2 separate regions of the Cricetulus griseus genome follow, and region 1 is linked to region 2. Evidence: chromatin contacts called from public Hi-C data. All regions are on one chromosome and are shown on one strand. The core of a region is the stretch at or near the end of the contact, and the rest is flanking DNA. Distances in the headings are between cores, read along the strand shown. Region 1 holds the start of LOC100760352 (serpin B6). Region 2 holds the start of LOC100757276 (39S ribosomal protein L33, mitochondrial-like).

The links. A called contact is a pair of places that touch in the nucleus more often than the background predicts.
Region 1: a contact with region 2 is called in a Hi-C map of the CHO-K1 cell line, with 6 times the contacts expected there. The contact joins the promoter of LOC100760352 here to the promoter of LOC100757276 in region 2. A contact is called at or near these places in 6 of 8 Hi-C or Micro-C datasets (the CHK-Q cell line, the CHL-YN cell line, the CHO-K1 cell line and 2 more).

What each region holds. Positions count from the first base shown.
Region 1 is chr3:253,778,086-253,783,270 of CriGri-PICRH-1.0, forward strand. It overlaps LOC100760352 (serpin B6), which reads right to left and starts at 1,470. Exons shown (of 7, transcript XM_027409275.2): 1 at 1,343-1,470.
Region 2 is chr3:253,564,382-253,569,636 of CriGri-PICRH-1.0, forward strand. It overlaps LOC100757276 (39S ribosomal protein L33, mitochondrial-like), which reads right to left and starts at 3,762. Exons shown (of 1, transcript XM_035442888.1): 1 at 3,565-3,762. The coding sequence starts at 3,762. The coding sequence ends at 3,565. It also overlaps LOC100761037.

The sequences.
Region 1 (5,185 bases), core at 220-2,719, 210 kb after region 2:
TATATATGTCCATACAGCCCAGGCTGCCCTCAAACTCTTATCCCCCTACCTCAGCCTCCTGAGTGCTGGGAATACAGGTGTGCAGCAATACATTTCCATTGTCCTACAATGCTTTCTGTCAGATTTTTTACTTCTATTTGCTATTTCATGTTGACTTCGTGTGAAATTCATGTATGGTGACAGTATGGGGGAGACCTGAAGGTATGGGGGGACCAAATAAGCTTGGTGTATTGAGTCAAGAGTGACCCAAATGCACCATCTCTGTGTGATGATACAACTCACAGAGGATATACCACTCAGGGCAGCCATGAAACACTGGGACACTCCCCAAATATACTGATAACAGTGGGGTCATTCCAGGTGCCCCAGCACTATAAAGTTAATCCCTGATCACACAGTTTCCCAAGGTTACTTGATACATCAAAACCCCACACCCATGTCCTAAACTGCTGGCAGAAGGAAATGGGCAGCCTCCAGATGAGTCCTAACACAACCAATTGCCGCCCAAGTAGGCCAAAAAATACTAAGTGCCAAACCTCACCCAGCGTTCCCTCACATCCAGCTTCCTGATACCACGTGAATGTTAGGCCTGTGGCTTGCTGGCAGAGCACTTGCTAAGCAGAACAAGGCGCTGGGTCCATCAACAAAACAAGAACGGAGGAAAAAACTAACTTTCATGCCAATTTCATCTGGCACAGAAACCCCACCAAAACATTGCTCATGTCCTTCCTCCTAGCCCGACAGACATCAAATCTCGCAACAGTTTTTTCTGGCGTGAGTTTAATGGAAAAAAAAATTCAAAGATCTGGAATGGTTTCTAATAATTATCTATGTTCGAAGGCCTCCACCACACTGAGGATTTGTCGGAACTTCCCAGCACAGCCTGAGCCTCGCCCGAGAGACTCAGGCACACTGGACAGGAAAGCAGGGAGGGAGCACCCAGCCTTTGGCCTCTCTCCGAACCGCCATCCTCACCCCACCCCCAGCCCACCCCAGATTCCAACGCCCGTCTCAGTGTGTCACCAGCCCGTGTCTCCAGGGTCTCCAGAATCACTGGTGACCGAGGGACGTACGTGGTCACCTGTAGCCCAGGACTCCGGCACAGCAGCTGGGCCGGCTCTGCGTCCGCCCCATCCTGTACCAACCGCCTCCTCTACGGACGCTGGAGGAGTTGGGAGGGCGGCGATGTCACCAGCCTGCCAGGACCACAAGGCTACTAACCCAGCTGCGTCACGGGCCTCAAGGCCGCTGCGGGAACCCGAGCTAGGACAAGACACCACACGCTACGCCCTCCCGCGTCCCCAACGACCCCGCGCCACAGCTACCCCATAGTAGAGCATACCCCGAACTCTCAAGTTTCCTGGCCGATAGCGAGCAGAGCAGAGACGAGAAGGCGCAGGCCACACCCGCCCCGGGCCTCAAATACCTTAGGGGAGGAGGAAGCGGGCGGAGTCAGGGCCACAGACAGCCCTTAGGAAAGAGCAGAGCTCAGGGCCAGGTGAGAGCCTGAAAACACTATAACCTAGCCCATTCAGTACTCCCTACCGAGGATTGTGCGGCTGATTCTCTTGATGCTCAAAAGTATACCAGCATTTAGTGGATGGATATGACAGAACAGAAGTGAGGGAGGAAAAAAAAAAACTTTTAGTTTCTGGGGCTGGAGGTAGATTGCCTGTTCAGCTGGCATAGAAAAATAAAGAGAGGTGGCCAGTGCCTGTGTCTCAAGACTCCACTACTTTGTACTGGAAAAATCAGACTCGGAAGTGCTGATATTTCATACAAATGAGAATAAAAACCCTGTCTGCCATCTTGCATTCCTTCTAGGAAGCAAGCCGACATGGTGGGGAGAATGCTGGTCAGGTTTTAAACTTTTAAGGGCAGGTCAACTCTAAAAAACATCAGAGTCTTTGCTGCCTCCTTCACCCTTACCCTAAATCCAGGGTTCCCAACAATGACCATGTTGACACTTAGTTGGCTGTTTCCTGTGGAGGCTGTCCTGATTTATAGAATGTTAACCAGCACCCTTGGCCCATCTATCTAGTTTATGTTGGTAGAAAACCAGGAGGCCACCCAAGCTGTGAATTTTAATGTTTGAAGTACTGAAACAAAGGAATTCTCAGAGTAGCTATCATATTATCACATCTTACATCCATTGTTGTTGTTTTGCTTGTTTGTTTTTAAAGTTTTTAGATAATTGTATGTGCTGTGGCTGAGGATGGATTTGTATACATGAACCCAGTGCCTTCAGAGGGAAGAAAATGGTGTGGTGTTCCTTGGAATTAGAGCTGTGATCTGGGAACTGGACTGTGATCCTCTGGAAGAGCAGTACCTGCTCTTAGACCCTGAGACATCTCTCCAGCCCCTTCCAGCATGTCCTTTACAAAATATACTGTGTGCATATAGGGTGAATGTGCATGTATTAAAATTTTATATATAACTGTAATTTCCCTTTCTTAAAAGGACTAACATTACGTGATCAACAGTTCTGTAAGTCTCTCTCTCTCTCTCTCTCTCTCTCTCTCTCTCTCTCTCTCTCTGTGTGTGTGTGTGTGTGTGTGTGTGTGTGTGTGTGTGTGTTGGGGTGTTTTAGAGTTCCCTCCATATGAAACAGAGACCTTCCTTATTCTTTTTCCCAGCAGTACAGTATTCCATTGTGTGCATGTGGATTGATTCCTATGACTTTAGGTTTTCAAATATGCTACATGTAATGGCGGCAGGAGTACATGCATCTGAAGACAACAGAAGTCTCAGGTGATCCTCCCAGCTCAGTACCATAACCATAGTTCTCTGTGTTTACTTCATTGTCAAGCCTGTGGGCCAAGGTGTTCTGTAGGTCACCACAGCAACTCTGCTTCACCATGCCCAGTGGTCACGTCACAGCAGAGATGCCTCCTCTACGGCTGGAGGATGGGGTCTGATTTAGTAAATTCCCTTAAGGAAATGCTTCCAGATCCTGTGGGTTTAACAATGCAGAGACTCAGCATCCTCCCAGAAAGATTCCTCAACACTAGAGGCTGCTTAATGCATGTCTGTCCCATTTTATGGTGTGTATTCTACTGGGCCTGTGATGAGACACATGGTGACAGTCCAAAGGAGCCAGTTTTTAATAGGAAGTGACAGAGGTGCACAATGGTGAACTACTCCAATGAGTAAGGAATGCTGCTGTTAATGTGACCAAGGCCTGGGGCTCAGTTGTCTGCTGTCCCCATACTGGGCGCCACTAGAGATGCCTTTAAGGCCTTTCTCCCATCTCATTAGGTAATTACTGAGGGACAGGAGTGAGTAAGTGCTGGGAACCCGCCCCCCCCACCTCCTGCCAGTATTTGGACCCAGAGCTGCTGTATGCTAAGCCTACACTCTGACACTGATCTCCCTCTGTCACCCAGGTCCCTGTGCTAATGATTTTTTTTTTATAAAGCCTGGCAAACCAATCAATAGAGCCTGATGGAGAACATAAAGGTTACTGTTTGCCATCACTCACAGGTCTTCTGTACTTTCTCCTCTTTCCTCTCTTCTCTTCCTCATTTTATGAGGAACTAACTGTGCTTATCTCTGGTAGAAAGTCTGAGCCCTGTGGCCCCTGGAAGGTGCAGGAAAAAGAACAAAAAGTGAGCAGGTGGTATCAATGACTCATCAGTGTCCTGGGTTTCCAGGGGGATTTTCAGAGCCCGAGTCTCCACCCGTAGCAAGTGCCCAGGCATTTGTACTGGAAGCATCTACATATTAGTGTAGGTGGCAGATGGATGGATGAATGAATGAGGGCAGGGCCACTGTTCAAGGATGGAGAAGTACAGAAGACAAGGAAGGAGGATGTAGCTCAGTGGTAAGTGTTGTCTACTATACATAAGATCAAGTTTCAGTGATTTGCAGCATGCATGCACACACACACACACACACACACACACACACACACACACGCACGCACGCACGCACGCACGCACGCACGCACACACACACACACACACACACACACACACAAAGATAGGAAGAGAGACACAGAGAGACAGAGACATCACAGTGAACTTAGTCAAAACAAAGCATTATTTTAAAAAATCCAGGTAGAAGGCTAAAAGGAGAGTTTGGAGAAGACCAAGGGGGAATCTCTCCTAGCAGTCTGCCTAAAATCGTCTGGTACTATGAAAGCCACACAGCATGGGTGATCAGTACCAGCTTGATTTCTTCAAGCCATATGACCAAACTGTATGGTGATTTCAGCAATAGGATTTTTCCATTGAGTTCTGGTGGGCAAACAGGAGCAATGGCAATAGCATGTAGTATATTAGGGTCTCTAGGACATCCTTACTTACTTAGCAACTCCAAGAAAAGTATCCCATACCCAGCACTAGCTTTTTGTCTGTATTTAAAACTTCAATTTTGAGAATCGTGTTACTCTGGAGATTTTTTTTTTTTTAAGAACACTGGTCATAAGAGTTCAAGAATTCTACACCAACCCTACAGAAGTCCCACTGCTTCTCTTGCCTTTTCTTACTCAGATTGTTAGCAAAACCATTAATTTGGAGGTCATATATCCACACATTTCTTACTAGTCTCCAACTAGCTTTGCATGTTTTGTGTTTGTTTGGGGATTTTATTATAGTTTTAAACACTCTCACTCTGTCTTCAGTCTCCTAACAATATTCCAGCCAGCCTTCCAAATGCTAGGTTACAGTCGTGAACTACCATCCCCACTTTGAAAGGCACAGCCTGTAGACTGTAAGGCACTCTGCAGTCAGGATGGCCACACAAGATCGGCCTCTCAACTATCCTTGGCTTACTCACACCAACAGTCCTAATACTACTATGCTAGTGAAACAGACATCTCACCAAGCAGGCAATAGTAGATCAGGCAGAAAATACTGCTGCAGGGCTCCACTTGGGAATCTCTTCCGGTGAGGATGCTTCAGAAGCTTGCAGGCTTGACCCACATGCACAGTGAAGTCCTTCAGTTGTGGCAGGCTGGGAGGATGGCATTAGTGCAGGCCGCAGGAGGTCCTTGAGAGTGTAGGTCAGTGGCTACCACTGACAAGGGGACTGTGTGAACACCCAGCAACAGTGTTGGAAATTCATCAGTCACTGAAGCAACAGCTATGCACACTCTCAAATCCTCTTGCTGATGAGTAACAGCACAGATGCCAGGCAAGCCTAGAGATCATTCCCAAAGTTCCAATTTTTATATTATTTCATT
Region 2 (5,255 bases), core at 2,512-5,011:
TCCCCCAGGTTCTCTTTCCTATATAACCCTGTTACTTTCAGCCATGCACTCTCTTGGTTCTCTTGCCTCTTGGTCCTTCCTCTTGCCTGCCCCCTCCTCTCTCAATTCCCTGCCCCTATGACACAGGTCAGTCTACTGGCCATGTTTAGCTCACTTGAAGCAGCCATGTACTCATTTCATTTGCTTTACTCATCAATCTAGTTCAGTAAGGAAGTCACATTCTGTCCAAACTTGACAGCTGTGATAATGTCTACCATTACCACGACCAGGTGGCCCTGGTGGTACTGAGGGGTCTGAGCACCTTGACATCCCTTGTTTCCATTGCCCACTCATGGGATCCCATCGAAGGAAGGCATCATCACCAGGGTGGAGTCAGAGCTCCTTTCTGGAGCACTGGAGGACCTGAGCTACCAGCAACCGCAAGATGTACACTCTACAGGGGCAGAGGTCAAAGAATGGCTGGTATACATACCAAAGCATGGTAGTCAGGAGCTATCCTGTCCACCTCCACATACAAGCTCAGTATGTGCTGCAGAGTACTTCCTTCTACTGGAAGTGCAGGTTTGATGTCCATGTGCCCTAGTCAGATGCTACCACCGACTAGTAGGCCATTTGAGGTCCCATCTTCAGTTGCTGTTGGAGCCATGTTCCATCCTTTAATAATCCCATTGATCTGAGAGTGACAGGATATGCAGATTTATTCTGTGTCATGGATGTGAATGCACTGCTATGTTGCTTGGACATTGAAGGATGCTTCTTTGTCCCAGTGAAGGAAGCCCCCCGGGAGATCTGAACTTACACACAACATAGTTCTTTTAAGGGTGGCCATGAAGTCCCAAACTCCACACAAGTGACCTGTGTATGTCCCCATTGAGCAACAATGTCCCCACACAGGGATCCTTGGACAGTCCATTCATTCAGCTGTCACACTGGCCAGGCATCCAGGCTGTTGGCAATGGCATGGGAGCCAGTAAAGATGCAGCCTGGTGTGTTGGTAGAGGTGGCCAGCATGGCCTGAATTATGCAGGGCCTGTTGGGTAGATTGTTTATGTCCATCTAGGTCAGAAGATAGCCACAGAGTGACCAGATGGCAGCCATGCCCAGAGCACCCACACGATGGCAGTTTTACAGAGCCATCAGTGGGCATACCTCTGAGCCCTGGACCTTAAACCACAGAAGGAGCCAGACCATCCATTACAGGTCACTCCTCGGTCCCTGCTAAATACACCTGCAGAGCCTATTGATCCCTTGGTATCTCATCTGGGTCCAATCTTTAATATACCATTTCCATTCAGCAACTGAATTCTGTTGTGCCTATCTGTTTTAACCCAATTGTGCTGTATATCAAAATACCCAAGACTTGGAGGACTATAAACAATGAAAATTTGTCTGACAGCTCTGCAAGGTCAAGTTGCCAGCAGATTTGCTGTCTGCTTTCAATGTGGTGCCCATGAAGATGGTGAGATGGTTCAGTGGGCCAATATGCTTGCCACCAAGCACCACTAAGGACTTGAGTTTGAAGCTTGGAACCCACATAGTAGAGAAAGAAATCCGTCCTCTGACCTCTGTGTAGGGGCTACAGCGTGCACACCCATGCCCCCCCCCCGTTTAAAATTCACCTTGTTGCTGTGTACTCAAAGATGGAAAGTGGAATCACAAAAAGGACAGAATGCCTCTTTTAAGGGTCTCAATCCCACCCACACTTTTTTAATACTGTTAGAAGATTAAGTTTCAATATGAAATTTAGAAACAAAACAAACACGCAAATAACAGTCCCCTTGCATCAGTCTTGGTCTCATCAAACTCATGTCTACTAAAGTTAGGATATGGTTGGCGTGTGTCCCCTGAGCATAACCCCCATTGTGAGTTATTAGAAGGTAGAAACTTCATGTGTGGTGTTTGGGAGGTGGGGGCTTCGAGAAGTGAATAAGAACTTCGAGGCCAGCCTAGTCTACAGAGTGAGTGCCAGGATAGGCTCCAAAGCTACACAGAGAAACCCTGTCTCGAGAAACAAAACAAAACAAAACAAACAAACAAAAAGAATACGTTAGGTTCTCAGGGTGGGGACCCCTGAGTGAATACTAGAATACCACTCCCATGACCACTAGGTGGCGCGCACGCCCCAGCTCTTAAGTGCTATTTGAGTCCAGTGCTTGTGACTTTGCCAGGCTGCCCCTGTACCTTAGCTGTTAGTTCAGCAGCTCTGGAATCTTGGAATCTTACCCTGTGATGCGGTACATTTCCTTGGGCGTCGTCTCAGATGCCGAGCCGCGAACCCTGAGAATTCATGGTTATCCAGCCTCAAACGTTTTATTATAATAACATAAACGGACCCTCTCCCCTTCACATACAAAATAAATTCATTCCATGCCCCCAACTTGATTCTAGTATTACCAAAATCAGATATGAGATTCTAAATATTACTCTTAGTGAGCCTGTGAAATCAAACAAGCCAATTTCTTTCAAAATACAATGAGACCAGCTTAGGACAGACATTCCTTTTTTAAGAAATCAGTGACAGGCGAAGAAAAAGAAGTGGTAGTCTCCACAAACGTCCAAAGCCCAGCGTTACAAGCACTGTGACAGTCTGAGGCTTGAGAAGAAGCGCGTCAGACCTCCCTGGTTCCATCTGCCAGGCATTCAGGGCAGGCGGGGTAGTTGGGAGTCCAGGGCTCTGGAGGACTCCATCCCTTGACCACTAGGTGGAGCTCACGAAGCAGCTTTTACGGGCCTAGTCCAGTGTTTTGTGGCTTTCTGAGACTGCAGCTGCACTTTATAATGTTCTGCAGTCCAAAATCTTGGAAGAGACCCAACCTTTAGTTCTGTGAAGCATCTTCCTTGCGGACACTCTACAGTGGCACAACCACCCGGCTCCAGTAGGCTTTCCTCCGTGGTGGCTCCACCTCTGCCGCCACTCTCTTTCTAAGCAGGTCCTGGGAATTCCTTGAAATCCAGAAGACCGTGCCACACTGCACCTGGCTGGCCTGAGACACCTTGACTCAGCACCAAAGCTTTCCCGAAGGGCAGCAGAACCAAGGAGGGCCACACTGGAATGCGGAAGCAGCTGAGGTATCCCAAGCCCCATAGCTCCCTGGGTCCCTCCCTTGAAATTCTTCTGCTTGAGTAATAGGGTCTGTGATGGGCATGGCAGTTGGAATAATCCTTGTGATGACTTTGACTCATTCGTCCTTGCAGTAGTGATGAATAGCACCTGGCTTCTGGCCATGTTAATCTCTTTATCAAAGGTTGGTTTGGGGCACACCCTTTATCATCTTTCCTGGGCATGTACTTTCTAGCCTACCTAACCCCCTCTTTCTTTCTTTTTTTTTCTTTATTTTGACTTTTTTTTTTTATTAATGCCAATTTTTAAAAATCCAGAAAGATAACTATCTGGTCTCTGTGAAGAACTTTCTTTCATGGCACTGTTCCTTTACAACGACCTTCCCCTCACCCGCGGCCATGCTGTGGGCTTCCTCTTCTTCAGTTACACACTGCAGGGTTCTGAGCCAGGGCCTCACCCTGGATTTTCTCATTCATGAGTCAAATTCATTTTCAATCCACTGCTTAGAGGGATCGTATTTTTTTCTGTTCCATGAAGAGGACTTCTTTGTTCACAATTGGATCATAATGCAGAAGAGTCAGCTTCTCTTGGTGTCGGCTTCTCTTGTGGTTGAAGGAGAAAACTATCCCAGCTTGGCTCACTAACCTCACCAGAATGGTTTTTGACTTGCTCTTGGCAAAAGAGACGGCAGAAAGCAACATGGCATCAGCCCTGGTAATCTATCCGCGACGGGCCTAAAACCCCCTCTTTCCCTCAATCTCTCTCTCTCTCTGTCTCTGTCTCTCTCTCTCTCTCTCTCACACACACACACACACACACACACACACATCTCTCACAAATCTCTTACACATCTTATACACACATCTCTCTTACACACACATCTCTCTCTCTTACACACACACACACACACACACACACACACACACACACACACACACCCAGAGTGACATCACACCTGACTTCTCTTTTGATTGTAAATTCTGTCTTTAGCTTGTTTCCGTCTTTTATTATACGTTAAGCAATCAAGTACTCTTAACAATTTTCTCAGAGTTTTTGTTGTTTTCATTTCCACCAAATATCTTAGTTCATTGCTTTTGCATCCTATCACCCACAAAGCATCAGGGTATGAGCCTAATTCTGTCAAGTTCACTGTCACTTTGTGAGAAGCCAGTCTTTCCATGGGTTTCCCACACAGTTTTCCTCGTTTCTATCTTAGATACACTCAGAACCACCATCACCTTCCATGTTTCTGCCAACATTTAGATCTATGGCATTTAAGAACTCTCTCAAAGGGCTTGGATCTTCCCGACAGCTCTCCCTTTCTGATCTGTCACCTTTGTCATCCTTGATGCTCCATCAATAGAAATCTAGAGGCCTTCTATTGTGCATCTCAAACTCATCCAGCCTCTGCCACCGCTCACAGCCAAATCCATTGTCATGTTTGGGGGTGGTTGCTGTAGCCACAGTACAAACATGAAGCTAATGTCTTAGTTTGTGATGCTGTAACTAAATAATGAAATGGAGTAGTTTTTTGTTTTTTTTTTAATTATTTCTGGACCGGGCAGTGGTGGCACACGCCTTTAATCCCAGCACTCGGCAGGCAGAGGCAGGCAGATTTCTGTGAGTTTGAGATCAGTCTGGTCTACAAGAGCTAGTTCTAGGACAGTCTCCAAAGCCACAAAGAAACCCTGCCTCAAAAAAGAAAAAAAAAATGTTTCTCTCACTTTCAGAGCCTGAAGGCTTAAGTTCAAGGTGTTGGGAGGTTCTATGTTTGGTGACAGCTTCTCTCTTCTTCCAAGATGGTGCCTGCTTGCTGAATGCTCCAGAGGAAGTAACATCATCCTCACAGAGCAGAGAGTGCTCCAGAAGAAGGGACATCATCCTCACAGAGCAGAGAGTGCTCCAGGGGGAGGGACATCATCCTCACAGAGCAGAAGAGATGAAAATGTCAACCAATGCAAAGCCTCTGACTTAGTTAGGGTTTCTACTGCTGAGATAAAACACCACGATAAAAGCAACTTGGAGAGGAGATTATTTCGGTTTCCACTCAGGTTACAGACCATCACTAAGGGAAGTCAAGACAGGAGCTCAGGGCAGGAACTGAAGCAGAGGCCATACAGAAGTTGTCGCTTACTGGCTTGCTTTCCATGGTACATATTAAAAATAATTTTCCATGCAATATATTCTGATCATG